Regions from separate parts of the Mus musculus genome. Here region 2 is linked to region 1. Evidence: chromatin contacts called from public promoter capture Hi-C data. All regions are on one chromosome and are shown on one strand. Each heading gives the region's core, a stretch centred on a gene start, on an enhancer-like site or on the middle of the called end of the contact. The rest is flanking DNA. Distances are from core to core; before and after follow the strand shown. Region 1 holds the start of Ifi35 (interferon-induced protein 35). Region 2 holds the start of Ppy (pancreatic polypeptide).

Region 1 (7,684 bases), core at 4,166-6,665:
AGGGATTCAAACCCAGGCCCTCACACCTGCACTGCAGGGGCCTTGCCCACTGAGCCATGTCCCTACTATGTAACATTTTATCTTTTTAAACCTATTATTGGTCATGTACATTTTCATTTTTCTCTTTTTTTGTATTGGTGTTTTGGATACAAGGTCTCTAGATAGCCCAGCTAACCCTAAACACCAGCAACCCTCCTGCCTCAGCCTCCAGAGCATTGACTGGAATCACAGGAATGCACCATATTCCTGCCTTTCCCCTGTTAGAGAAGATGCTACAAGAGTAATCTTTGCGGGCTGGAGAGATGGCTTAGTGGTTAAGAGCACTGACTGCTCTTCCAGAGGTCCTGAGTTCGATTCCCAGCAACCACATAGTCGCTCACAACCATCTGTAATGGGGATTTGATGCCCTCTTCTGGTGTGTCTGAAGACATCAACAGTGTACTCACATATATGAAATAAATAAAAATCTTTAAAACAAACAAACAAAAAGAGTAATCCTTCTGTTCACAGTGGGATAAGCCCATTGTGAGTAGAAACCACTGTTAATCCAAAATGCACTAACATTTGAGTCCAGGATTTGGGATGATCAAAACCACGAGAACCAACACTGGAGCCAAAAAGGACCAGAACCACCCACAGCTGATTCCTTGCGCTAACGACACAACACTACTACAACAACAAGCCACTAAGAAGTTTGCTATTTGGAGCACAGTAGAGGCTGCTGCCGCCAGGACCATTTCTGAAGTAAGTGTCTTTGATGGTGTCCTGTGCTTGCCAGACTTTAGATGGAGCTCATGACTGCGTGAGCTGTTCCATTCATAGCAAAGTGGTTAGGAATCATTTTCCTGAAGCCTGGAAGGACTGAACACCTCCACCTGACTCAGATTTGCTACCAAAGCCCATGTGAAGAAAAAAAAAAAAAGCTTCCTTCATAAGAAAGAACACCAAACATCTTCTGAGAATTATTAAATTAAATTATACTTGCAAGAAATGCATTGCATAAACCAGTTGTGGTGAGCCTACAGTCCCAGCAGTAGGGAGGTTGAAGCAGGAAAACTGAATATGTGGCCAGCCTGGGTTACATATCCAGACCCTGTCCAGGTAAATAAATAGGAAGGGAAAACGGCAAGCACCACACAGAGGAAGTACTCTGAATTCACTTGCCGTGGTTTAGCCTGGCAGACATCAGCTGCCACCGGCATGACTCCGTGCCATACACAGAGATAACATCATATCACAAATGGAAAAGAGCAAAATTCAAAGAGCACTTCCCAGCTAGGTGTGGTGGAGTGCGACTTTAACCCCAGCACTGGGGAGGCAGGTGGAACTCAGAGAGTTTGAGCCCTGTCTGGTCCACACGGAGAGTTTCAAGCCAAACAAGTCTACATGGTGAGACTCTGCATCAAAAGCAAAACAAAAGTGAACAGTGAGAGAAGACACTCCCTGCTGAGTGCTGAGCTTGAACTTCTGATCGTTATGATAAATATAACTGTTAATTGCTTAATCCAAATGCTCCAGTTGCTAAACTCCTGTGATTTACTGTCCCTCCCATGCTGTCCTTCCACCCCAATCCCTGTGTTGGGGACAGAAGCAGGGACTTATGTTAAGCACATGCGCTGTCCCAGAGCTGCACCCCAGCCTACAGGGTGATTTTGTGATGCTTGACTGAGCGTCCTATCTATACCTGACACAGAACTAGGTCCTCAGGAGTCACTGATCCACTTCCCCCGCCTGCTGGATATTAGCATTAGGCTAAAATTTGGGGGTTGGGGGTGCTGCTGGTGAAATGGCTCAGTGATAAAAGCACAAGACACACAGGACTGATGACTTGAGTTTGACCCCAGATCCCATGGTGGGAGGAGAGAACTTCCGGAAAGTTGTCCTGTGACTGCACACGCTCACCATGGCGCGCGCGCGCACACACGCACACACACACACACACACACACACACGCACACACGCACACTAACAATAGTAATGAAGATTATGAAGTGATTAAAAGACATTATTGGCAGGGCTGGAGAGGTGACTCAGCAGTTCAGAGCACTGGCTGCACTTGCAGAGAACTCAGGTTTGGTTCCCACCACCCCACATGTTGGCTCATGACCATCCTTAACTTCCCTGGAGGAATCCAATACCCTCTTCTGACCTCTGAGGATTCCAGTCATGCACATGGTGCAATACATACATGGAGGCAAAACACTCATACGCACAAGATAAGATAAATAAACCTGGGTCTGGAGACATGGCTCAGCAGTAAAGAACACTGGCTGATCTTGTAGAGGTTTAAATGTAGTGAATTAAACATGAGTTTAATTCCCAGCACTCCTGGGGTGATTCACAATCATCTCCTGTAACTCCAGATCCAGGTAACCTAACACCCTCTTCTATCCTCCATAGCTACAGGGCATGCAAGGGCACGCTTCAGGCAAGACACCCATAGAATGATAAAAGATAGAAATAAATCTTTCAGAAAAGATAAGTTAATCTAAAACAAATTTATTGTTATTGTTTATTTTTTGGTTGAGACAGGGTTTCTCTGTGCAGCCCTGGCTGCCCTGGAACTCATTCTGTGTGTGTGTCACCACTGCCTGGCTCTAAAGCAATTTTTTAAAAAAAGACCAAGGGCCTGCAGAGATGGCTCCGCTGTTACAAACACTGCTGTTCTTGCAGAGGACCTATGTCAATTACCAAAATCTTTTTTGTTTTTTTGGTTTTTTTTTGGAGATTTTTTATTTTAATGCGTATGCGGGTTTTGCCTGTACGTCTGAGTACCATGTGCATATAGTACCAGAGGGGGCCAGAAGTGGGTACCAGATCCTCTAGAAATGGAATTACAGAAGGTTGTTGGGTTCCAGGTGAGTGCTAGGGATGGAACTCTGTTCTTCTGGAAGAACAATCAGTGCTGTTAACCACTGAGCCATCTCTCTAGCAGAGTTGCCAGGATTTGAAAAGGAAAAAAAGGCCTGGCAGTGGTGGCGCACGCCTTTAATCCCAGCACTCGGGAGGCAGAGGCAGGTGGATTTCTGAGTTCGAGGCCAGCCTGGTCTACAAAGTGAGTTCCAAGACAGCCAGGGCTATACAGAGAAACCCTGTCTCAAAAAATTAAAAAAATTAATTGTATATTTTTAAATTGTTTACACTTATGGGTTTTTAACTGGCATGTATGTCAGTGTACCACTGCGTGCCTGGTGCCTGGAGAGGCCAGAAGAGGGCACTGGATCCCCAGAAACTAGAAGTAGGGTTATGGATGGCCCTTAGCCAACAGGCTGGTGGTGGGAACTGAAGCCAGGTTCTCTTCAAGAGCAGCACATACTCTGGACTGCTGAGCCAACTCTCCAGGATGTGACTTTACTTTTCAAGATAGGGTCTCTCTCTCACTCACTAACCGAGAGCTGTTCAGTAGGGCTGGGTGGCTCACCAGCAAACCCCACGGCTGTGCTTGGATACAAGCATATGCCACTGTGCTATTTTCTTTAAAGATTTATTTATGTATTTTATGTATGTGAACACACTGTAGCTGTACAGATGGTTGTTGGGGATTGAATTTTAGGACCTCTGCTCACTCCGGTTAACTCTGCTTGCTCAGTCCCTGCTCACTCCAGCACAAAGCTTCATTTATTATACATAAGTACACTGTAGCTGTCTTCAGACGCACCAGAAAAGGGTGTCAGATCTCATTACCGGTGGTTGTGAGCCACCATGTGGTTGCTAGGGTTTGAACTCAGGACCCTCAGAAGAGCAGTCACTGCTCTTACCCGCTGAGCCATCTTGGCAGCCCACTGTGCTATTTTTTTTTGTTTTGTTATCTCAGTTTTTTTTTTTAATTTTTAAAAAAGATTTATTTATTTATTATATGTAAGTACGCTGTAGCTGTCTTCAAACACACCAGAAGAGGGAGTCATATCTTTTTACAGATGGTTGTGAGCCACCATGTGGTTGCTGGGATTTGAACTCAGGACCTTCGGTAGAGCAATCAGTGCTCTTAACCACTGAGCCATCTCACCAGCCTGGTTATCTCAGTTCTTAAGTACTGAATTTCTCCTCGTGCTTTTTTTTTTTTTTTTTAAAGATTTGTTTATTTTATGTATGTGAGTACACTGTTGCTTTTCTCAGGCACATCAGAAGAGGGCATCGGATCCCATTACATGTGGTTGCTGGGAATTGAACTCAGGACCTCTGGAAGAGCATTTAGTGCTCTTAACCACTGAGCCATCTCTCCAGCCCCTCTTCTCATACTCTTAAGGTAAGCAGTTTATAGACTGAGCTAGCTCTCTAGCCTTCCCTCTAGGTATCTTTGTGAAGAAGTGTAATATCCCTACATAGTAAGTGAAGGGATTAGACTGTCAACTTTAGAAAAGCTAATGTTTGGTCCAGTGCAACATGTCTGAAGAAACTAGGATCTGAAACCAGGCAGGTTGGCTCTTCAATATTGCTTTTTCCTTATTTGGCTCCAAATCGCTCCCTTTTTTTATTGTATCTGGGAGATAAATGGAAGTTTTCCGTGCCAGAAGACTAACAAGGGGAGGCAGAGCTGCTGAGGACAAGCTGCATTGGATCCCTCCTCGAAGGTGGCTGCCCACTGTGCTTCCTCCTGAGGCCTCACTGGCTGTTGGCAGGCAGACTTCACAGCTCAACCTAGCCTATCTGAGGTGGCCTCAGTCAGAGGCACTTAGAAAGACCACCTGTCCCAGAGAGGACCAATGGTCAGGTTGACATGGCATTCTGAGGGGAGGAGTTTTTGGCTGGGAAGTACCTCAGAGTATTCCCTTTGCTGTTTAGAATAGCCAGAAACCTTTGATGCTTACAGCTCTCTACAACCCTGAAGCATACATCCACATAAAGAAAGATCAAGGCCGGGCAGTGGTGGCGCACACCTTTAATCCCAGCACTTGGGAGGCACAGGCAGGCAGATTTCTGAGTTCGAGGCCAGCCTGGTCTCCAGAGTGAGTTCCAGGACAGCCAGGGCTAAACAGAGAAACCCCGTCTCGAAAAACCAAAAAGAATGATCAAGGTCCTTACTTTAGGTGTCAGAGTCCTGGTTTTGACAATAGGTAAATGACAAGATCCACAGACCAAGGTACCCTAAGCGCTCTACTTCTCTTCCACCCTTAGCAGGCTTGAGCCGAGCAGGTCTAAGCCTAGAACACTGTGTTCCCGCCCCTCCCCACATGCGACAAATGCTCCCCTGCTCCCGTACTTACAGTTTGCAGGGTCACAGACATGGCTCTCACGTCTGGCAGAAGCTGGGGCTTCAGAGCAGGGTTGGCAGTGAAGAGTTCTGAAGGACTAAACTCTTTGACCCCTCAGAGGTGGCTCTGGTCTCCTCAGCCTCCAGCAGCGTCTGAAACACACTTCCACTGCTGTTGCTTGCTTGCCGGCCTCACTTCCACTTTCATTTCTGTGAATTCTGCTTCTGAGCATACAGCCCCACCCTTGGGCGGAGCCTTCCAAGTCATCAAATCTAACTACCCAGTCAGGCATGTGCTCCTGGGACCGCAAAGGGAAGACTTTCCCAGGCAGCCAGTTCTAGCATAAACCATGGTAGGATTTTTAAGACTTCCAGACAGACAGGCTCTCAGTACTGCAGCTCTAGCTGGCTTCACACCCTTGAGATCTGTCTGCTTTTGCCTCCAAAAAGCTGTGATTAAAGAACTGTGAGTCACCCTGGAGGCAGAGGCAGGCGGATTTCTGAGTTCGAGGCCAACCTGGTCTACAAAGTGAGTTCCAGGACAGCCAGGGCTATGCAGAGAAACTGTCTCCAAAAAACCAAAAAAAAAAAACAAAACAAAAAAAACCTGTGAGTCAAGTGGCGGCGGCACATCTTTGATGCCAGCGTTCAAAGAGGCAGGTGGATCTCTGTGACCAGTCAAGCCTAGTCTACAGAGTGATTTTTCAGGGCAGCCACAGGTACACAGAGAAATCCTACCTCCAAAACCCAAAATATAAAGGGTTCAGCTGTTGAGTACCAGAGGACCCAGGTTCAACTCCCAGTATCCACATGGCTATTGGTAACCTTTTTCTTTTAAAAAAGATTTATTTATTATGTGTAAGTACACTGTAGCTGTCATCAGACACTCCAGACCAGGGAGTCAGATCACATTGCAGATGGTTTCGAGTCACCACGTGGTTGCTGGGAATTGTACTCAGGACCTTCGGAAGAGCAGTCAGTGCTTTTTGTTGGTTTTATTGTTTCCGAGACAGGGGTTTTATCTGTGTAGCCTTGGCTGTCCTGTAACCATGCTGTCTTGTAGACCAGGCTGGCCTGGAACTCCGAAACTCGCCTGCCTCTGCCTCCCAAGTGCTGGGATTAATGGCGTTGAGCCACCACTGTCTGGCGCAGTCAGTGCTTTTATCCACTGAGCCATCTCACCAGCCCAACTAAAAAGCCCTTTTATTTATTTATTTATTTATTTTTTATTTATTTTTTTTTTTTTAAGATTTATTTATTATTTATTATATGTAAGTACACTGTAGCTGTCTTCAGACACACCAGAAGAGGGCATCAGATCTCATTAAGGATGGTTGTGAGCCACCATGTGGTTGCTGGGATTTGAACTCTGGACCTTTGGAAGAGCAGTCGGGTGCTCTTACCCACTGAGCCATCTCACCAGCCCCCTTTTATTTATATGAGCACTCAGTAGCCGTCCTCAGAAACACACCAGAGTTGTGAATCAGATTCTAATTACAGATAGTTGTGAGCCACCATGTGGTTGCTGGGATTTGAACTCAGAGCCTCTGAAAGAAGTCAGTGCTTTTTTTTTTTTTTTTTTTCGAGACAGGGTTTCTCTGTATAGGCCTGGCTGCCCTGAAACTCACTTTGTAGACCAGGCTGGCCTCGGACTCAGAAATCCGCCTGCCTCTGCCTCCCGAGTGCTGGGATTAAAGACGTGCGCCACCTTGCCTGGCTAAGTGCAGAGTTCTGAACTGTTGAACCACCAGTGTCTCCAGCCTCAGGATTTCTTTTTTTTTTTTAAAGATTTATTTATTATTATTTGTAAGTACACTGTAGCTGTCTTCAGACACACCAGAAGAGGGAGTCAGATCTTGTTACGGATGGTTGTGAGCCACCATGTGGTTGCTGGGATTTCAACTCTGGACCTTCGTAAGAGCAGTCGGGTGCTCTTACCCACTGAGCCATCTCACCAGCCCCCAGGATTTCTCTTAATGAATCTTTCACTGAGTCATTTAGCACTGACAAGACAGAAAGTACCCTGGACAAAACTCCTTAACCCTGCACTAGCCAGCACCTGAAGTTGTTCCCTTATGCTTCAGAGATGGTGCCACAATGCAACACTGGCTGGCCTCAGCCTCAGAGATCCACCTGCCTGCCTGAGTACCATCCACATACTTGTATTTTCTGAATGTGTCCATGTGGTAAGGGGTGGGAGTGGCTTCACAGCAAGGTTTCACTATCACCCTGGCTGTCTGAAACCTATCATATAGACTGGCTCTGTCTACCAACTGCAGTAGACCAGGCTGGTTGCAAACTCCCTGCTTCTGAGGACACTTGTGTTTCTCATTGAAAATGCCAGGAACATAAACGCAAGAAACTCAAGAACGAAGACCAAAGTGTGGACACTGTGCCTTCTTAGAATTGGGAACAAAACACCCATGGAAGGAGTTACAGAGACACAGTTTGGAGCTGTGACGAAAGGATAGACCATCTAGAGACTGCCATATC
Region 2 (6,968 bases), core at 4,278-6,777, 650 kb before region 1:
GTGAAGACTCCCCCAAGGCCTCCTGCGAGATGTGTTAACTACACCGACTTCACTTGCATGTTTGGTTTAAGAAGAGGGCACTTCATATCTCGGTGTCTCGGACACCCAGACTGGAGGGCTGTGTGTGTTCATTTCCCTGTCCCTAAATAAAAAGCAAATTTCGCACAAAATACCCGTGTGTTTTTTCCATCCTGAAGCGTCAGTGTGTAAGGTGACTTGAGCCCCAGGAAAGACAGGTGGCTAAGAAAATGACTCTGAGGACAAGGAGAGGGCATGGTGGGGAAGTTTAACATAGAAACCTCATCTCAGCCAGGGGCTCCCAAAGGACCTGGGAAGGCACTCTGGGGGGAAGGGAGCCTAGGAGAGTGGGTGCAGTGGATTCTGAACGGGAGGAGGCAAAAGGGTGTGGATGGAGAGGAGTTTAAGGTCCAGGAGAGCATCTGGGGGAAGGCTAGACACCACTCCCTGGGGAGTTGCCCTGAGCAGCCGTGGAGAACTGGAAGATGGCATCTAGGATGAGACCCTGAAGGAAGAGACCTTGGAGAGGCGATATGGAATGGGTGCAGAAGTCACTTCCCTCGCACCTTGAGCAGGAGAAGCAGCAGGAGTGTAGAGGTCTCCATTCTTTCAGCAACAGTGGGAATTCCCTGTAATGCTGAATGCAGGCTGGATAGCTATGACTAACTGTGCCTTTCTGGTGGAAAGGCATGGGGGCACCCACCAATTCCTCGCTGTCCCCATTAAACACCGAGGTCTAAAGTGTTGTGGGTGTTTAAACTGTAGGCTAACCCGAGTCCCTGGATATCTCTTATTGCAGGAAGCCCATTAATTAGAATTTCCTGCCCTCTCAGGCCACCCAGTGCTCTCTCTTGCTACTTCCCTGCTCACTATGAAATGTGTCCATCATTCTGTGTCTTGTTTTCCTAGGTCTTGGAGGGGGTGGTGCTGGAGGAGGGGCATATGTTCCCCATCCTTTGTTGAGCAGCACCTGCCCAGGAGGAAGGCTAGGGGATGGGGGAGGAGGTACCATGTTGAAGCCAAGAATACAGATCCACAGAAATGGTGTCATCCAGGAAGACTGGGTGCTATCACTGTGTGGATGGGAGAGACATGCAGGGCTCCTTGCAGCCTGCTGGCCCTGGAAGGAGAGTGGCCTCTGGTATAACACTTTCTGTAGGGGGAACAATGAGACCCCCACATCTACCTTCTGGGGTTGCTTTTCCCCTTCACAGGGAAAGGATGAAGAAGCAATCCTGGGGCCCAACATATGTCATAGACTGCATGGGTTCTGGGCTCCACAGTGTTTGCTTGCATTGCTTTCTTTCTCTCCTGCCTGGAAAGACCCTCTTGTATTATGGTCATCTTCTAGAAGCCGTTCCTGGTTCCCCTTTGGTGGCGTTAGTCTCTCTGTTGTCTTTCCTTGCAGCATTCCCGTTACTCAAGATTCCCCTTTCTGGTCCCCTGTTCCTCTACTGCTCCAAGCTTGCAGTGACTGCTTGTATGGTTGAGTAGTAAGGACTGTGTGTCTGGATGTTGGTATCTGTGGTCCTCTGTCTTCTGGTCTGTCTGGGGAAGTTGGGGCCAGTTTGAAGCTAATGCAGGAGAGACCTGGAGAGACATATTCTCGACCACAGTCAGTTTGTATAAAGTGTCCTGTCTAGTTAACTCTTAGTGAGGTGACCTCATTTCTGGTTTACTCTGGGGCATTTTGAGCAGGAGTGTGATCCGGAGCTGATCAGCTTACTCAATACAGGGGTCAGGAAGAAACTTAGATATGATAATAGTTAACAAAGATAGTAACAATGATTAACTTTGCAAAAAGTTCTCCTTAAAATTGATATTGATTTTTATTGTATAAGATGTATGTGCCACAGCCTATGGAGTGAAGAGGACAACTTTGGGTAGTCAACCCAAAGTTCAATCTTTACATGGGTCCTGAGGGATCATATTCAAGTCACCAAGCCTGCGTTGTCAGTCAGCAAGCCTCAGATATCAGTTTTGTTTTGAGACAGAGCTCTATGTAGCTCTACTGTCCTGGAGCTCACTGGGTAGAGCAGGCTGGCCTCGAATCAGCAGAGATCCACCTTCCTCTGCCTTCTGAGTACTGGAATTAAAGATGTGTACCACCGTGCCTGGTTCAAACAGCTCTTCTTTATGTGTTAGACCATTAGCTAATTATTTCACATACAGCATAGTACTATGATATTGATTTGGTTCTGTGTGTGTGTGCACATGTATAACATGGTACTCATGTGGCGGTCAAAGGACAACTTTTTGAAGTTGGTTCTTTCCTTCTGCTGTGGGTTTTGGGGATTGAACTCAGGTCCTGCTGAATGCCTTGCCAGCCCAAAGCGATACCTATGAGGGATCTTTTGAGGAAGGATCTGAAGTACAGTCCTAGGAGAAGGATGGCTATACCTGCCTCCTCCCTATTTTAGTGACCTCATCTTTACAAAAGTAGTAAATAAAAGGCTGGCTGAGCCTTCTTTGCCTTTGAGCTCTTTGAAGAACCCCCCCTTCCTCATCCCCTCCTGATGTCCCTGAGACATATGTACAAGTTGGGCACAATGACACATTTGGGAGGCTGAGGCAAGAGGATCACAACTTTCAAGACTATCCTGGGTTACATAGTGATATGCACCTCAAAAATTACAAAGCAGAGCACCGAAGAGATGGCTCAGCGGTTAAAAGCACTGACTGTTCTTCCAGAGGTCCTAAGTTCAATTCCCAGCAACCACATGGTGGCTCCCAACCATCTGTAAAGGGATCCGATGCGATGCGCTCTTTTGTTTTTTTTTCTTCGAGACAGGGTTTCTCTGTATAGCCCTGGCTGTCCTGGAACTCACTCTGTAGACCAGGCTGGCCTCGAACTCAGAAATCCACCTGCCTCTGCCTCCCCAGTGCTGGGATTAGAGGCGTGAGCCACTACGTCCAGCTTCCGACGCCCTCTTCTGGTGTGTCTGAAAAGAACCACAGTGTGCTCATATGCATAAAATAAATAAATAAATATTAAAAAAAATTATAAAGCAGAGGCCTGGAGAGATAATTCAGTTGGTAAAGTACTTCCCACCAGCGTAAGGACCCCGAATCCACAGCACTCATGGAGGAAGGCAGTCCTAGTGGTACATAAGTATGATTCCAGCATAAGAGCAGTGAGACAGGTGGATCCCTGCAGCTCCCTGGCCGGTCCGTTCAGCCTCGGCGTGAGTCCCAGGTCCCCGTGAGAGACCCTGACTCAGAAAACAAGGTGGATGGTGTTTGAGAAACACCACCTGAGGTGAGGACATGGGCATACACCCACATATACACAAACCCTCTCTCACACACACCTATATGTATATGCACCTACACATACTTGTACCCATATCCACCCCCAGGCCCCTCACATACTCACCACCCCCAACACCATACACACTACTGAACAGAATCAAACAAAACCCCGTGTGCCCTGAATGACTCTTTCTTGGCCTGTGCTCTAAGAGCAGCAGGGGCTGAGGTAAGAGAGCCAGGAAAGGGTATGACAGAGCACAGGATGCTAGCCAAATGCCTGTCGTGTAGGTTGTATTTGGGGTCTCTGCACTTCCTTTCTTCCATCCTTCCTTCCTTCCTTCCTTCCTTCCTTCCTTCCTTCCTTCACCTACTTCATTCACCCTCGTGTTTCTGGACTGTTCTCCTAACCCCATTATCACATTGGCCGGTAGCTATCTTCCTTGTCCAGAGAGCACGTGGCTACTAAGGAGCCACTAGTGACTTGGTTTATCTGCAGGTGAGCACGTGTGTCTTCCTGGAAGCTCTATGCAAGCACTTCAGGAGCCCACAAAGGCTATCAGGAGCTATCTCTGTGTTCCAGATGTGACCATAATATTTAGAAGGCACAGGCACTACTTCCTCCTGGATTGTCACTACTACCCCTGCAGAGACCCTGGAATCTGTCATTTCGATCTATTGGGTTGACATTTGAAGAGCAGCTGTGATTTCTTGGGACCAAGCAAAGCTGGTTGACTTGCGTGACAAACTGTAAATAGTTCCCACACCAGACTCATTCCCCGGATACAGTCTTTTTACCTGGAGTAAAATCCAGAACACAAGGTTTAGAGCCCCTGGAAACCCGGATCCTTAAAACCGGCGCCGGAGCCAGGCGCCCCCTGGTGGCAGCCATGAGGCTCGAGTCGGAACTAGCCACTGGTTTTGCATAGTGGGAAACCTGAGCCCAGAGAAGGGGCCAGGATCGCTGAGAAATGAACTCTACTTACTTTGAGCGGCTGGTGCTCTTCTTGCTACCTTAAATGAGAGCCGAGAGGAAAAGGCTCTTTGATTCTTCAAGTCTGGGGATGGATGCAATGAGCCCACCTTACAGAGTAAGAAATCGAACCCTAGGAGCTCTAATTGGATCATGCTCCCAACAGGAGGGCAGTGACGCGGACTTCAATTGGAGCTAGGCCTATCTGACCTCTAACCTTATCAGGACAGATGCCTGCTGTCACCTTCTCCCCTCTCACTTCCTGCGTTCCCAGAGCCCGCGGTGATGATTCTTGTTCTGTCCTGAGAGCAGAACATCGGGAGAGAGAGAGGCCCTTGCTCCCTTCACAGGGGTCAAAATAAACAGAGCCAGTGACTGCTCTTGGCTTGAGCAGGGTGGAGGTCTGTCTGGGAAAAGGACACTGAACATGAAAGGGACAAGTGGCTTCTCCTGTCACGCAGTGGCACCAGAAGAATCTCTCAGGGGAGGAAGTGAAGGCTGACCCTGAGTCTTGGACAAGCGTTCCCTCCTCTGGTAGTCTCCCCACTTTTTGTCTGTTAAATAGGTTCCCTTGTAGGGGTTCAGTGGGACGACAGCATGGCATTTTTTGGGGGGCAACTTGAAGCTTATAAGTGATGCTGGTTTTTAGCACTCCCCTGGGACAGAGCTCTGTGCTGGGAAAGGAAACAGCTGCCAGGAACTGTCCCTTCCCCACGAACCCTGTGGCCTCTGAACCCTGGCCCACAGGACCTAAGCTGGCATTCGATACACGCATCAAATGGCTTTCTCCACTCCCTTCCAAGTGGCTTTAGGATGTGAGACATCTCTGTCCCTTCCTTGATCTAGCTGGATTGAAGGCCCGAATTCCATCCCTCATGGTAGGGGTAAAGCCTAGCTTCAGCTTCTATCCAGACCCCAAGGAAAGCCTATTGGCGACTGGGGTTGTCTCTGGGGAGGCCATGCTGAGGCTAGTGGCTAGAACCTTTGGGTTACCATGTCAGGATCCTGTCATTTATGAATCAAACCTCTTCTGGTGTCCAAAGCTGGATACGGACCCCCATGAGACCTTGTCATGGTCCAGTTTTTTCTTCTGTGCTCCTCCGACATCTAGAATGCTGACCTGGTGCTTTCCTGTTTCTGGCCACAGTGCCCGTGTTTCAGAAACCAGGCAGAGAGCAAAAGGGGGGTGGTGGTGGTTAAAGGCTGGCAGCAAGAAAGGCTGACAGGAGGCGGGGACTCTGGGGGTGCTGAGGACTATAAAGGGGCACAGCCATGAACAGGGAGACAGTCCAGCAGGAGGTAGGTGTCTGGGCCCAACACTCACTAGCTCAGCACACAGGGTAAGTGAGCTCACTCTGTCCTGCCTCTGGGGACTCCTTGGGTTGAGGCTGGTGATGGAGGGTCGGAATTGGTGCTTCGTAGGGCTGGATCCCTCAAGGGACCTAAAGTCCTCCTTGGGTCTTTCTCTGCATCTGGACAAACCTGTCAGTGGAAAGCAGGACCCACCGTGTCATAGACTTCTGTCCCTTTGCTTTACAAGTTAATTCTGTGTCCCCCACCCTGTGGTTCCCACCAGCTCTGGCTACTCCTGCCTCCTCAGAGCCATCAGTGTCCTAAGTCCTGTGTATCCAGCCTTCATACCTAGTTCTTCTGCTGTTTTTTTATGTTGCCAAGGCTTGGGTACTCTGGCTGCTGGCTTGAGGGGTGTGTATGTGGAGGTGTCCTGTTTTCTAGGGAAGGAAGGTGGTTGATGCTGGTGGCTCCTGGGTCTGCCCTTGTCCCCAGGCTTGGCTTGAAGAAATGTGTGGTAGGTGGTGGCTGGGCAGGTAGGTCTTGGACACAGGAGGATCTGCTGATGGGCTGTGTTCTGCTTCCACGATTCCTTGTTCATTAGATGGCCGTCGCATACTGCTGCCTCTCCCTGTTTCTCGTATCCACTTGGGTGGCTCTGCTGCTGCAGCCCCTGCAGGGGACCTGGGGAGCCCCCCTGGAGCCAATGTACCCAGGCGACTATGCGACACCTGAGCAGATGGCACAATATGAAACTCAGCTCCGCAGATACATCAACACACTGACCAGGCCTAGGTAGGGTGGTGTGTGTGTGTGTGTGTGTGTGTGTGTGTGTGTGTGTGAGAGAGAGAGAGAGAGAGAGAGAGAGAGAGAGCTCTTTAACCCTAGTCTCTTCAATGCCTGCTCTGAGAAAAAAATACTTCTGAGTGGCTTGGATCCATGGGCCGTGGGCAGGAAAGCGTCTACGTGGGGGATACAAAGCAGGTGACTGACAGTGAGAACTATACTTATCCCAGCTGTCTTCCTTCCCAGGTATGGGAAGAGAGCCGAGGAGGAGAACACAGGTGGACTTCCTGGAGTGCAGCTCTCCCCCTGCACCAGCCCCCCAGTTGGCTTGATTCCCTGCTCTGCGCCCTGGAGCTGAAGGCAGGTGTGGAAAGGGGGGGATCCAGAGGAGGCGGAGTAAGGGAAAACAAGGTCTTGGGGTACAAGGACTGTCCTTCCTCATGATTCCCTTCTTTCATTACAGGGAGCTCTGCCCAATGGACTTGCAGCCTCTCTTGTCTTCAGCCCGTGGCTGTAGGAGAGTACAGGTCCAGCTCTTTCCTCTGCAGTCTTGCAACAACCTGCTCCCTTGCAAACTAAATAAAGCAAATTAAAATCATAGCCCGTGTGTGAGTGTGTGTGCACCCATAGAGGCAGAAGCAGGTAAAGTTCA

The links. Promoter capture Hi-C pulls out the DNA fragments that hold promoters and counts their contacts.
Region 2: a contact with region 1 is called in a promoter capture Hi-C map of hippocampal neurons, with 2.4 times the contacts expected there. The contact joins the promoter of Ppy here to the promoter of Ifi35 in region 1. A contact is called at or near these places in 1 of 39 promoter capture datasets (hippocampal neurons) and 1 of 9 other capture datasets (pancreatic islet).

The regions. Positions count from the first base shown.
Region 1 is chr11:101,446,143-101,453,826 of GRCm38.p6, reverse strand. It overlaps Ifi35 (interferon-induced protein 35), which reads right to left and starts at 5,415. Exons shown (of 7, transcript NM_027320.4): 1 at 5,205-5,415. The coding sequence starts at 5,225.
Region 2 is chr11:102,099,878-102,106,845 of GRCm38.p6, reverse strand. Ppy (pancreatic polypeptide) reads left to right here and starts at 5,527. Exons shown (of 4, transcript NM_008918.2): 1 at 5,527-5,580; 2 at 6,135-6,325; 3 at 6,563-6,680; 4 at 6,780-6,915. The coding sequence starts at 6,135. The coding sequence ends at 6,674. Pyy (peptide YY) reads left to right here. Exons shown (of 4, transcript NM_145435.1): 4 at 1-170. The coding sequence ends at 4.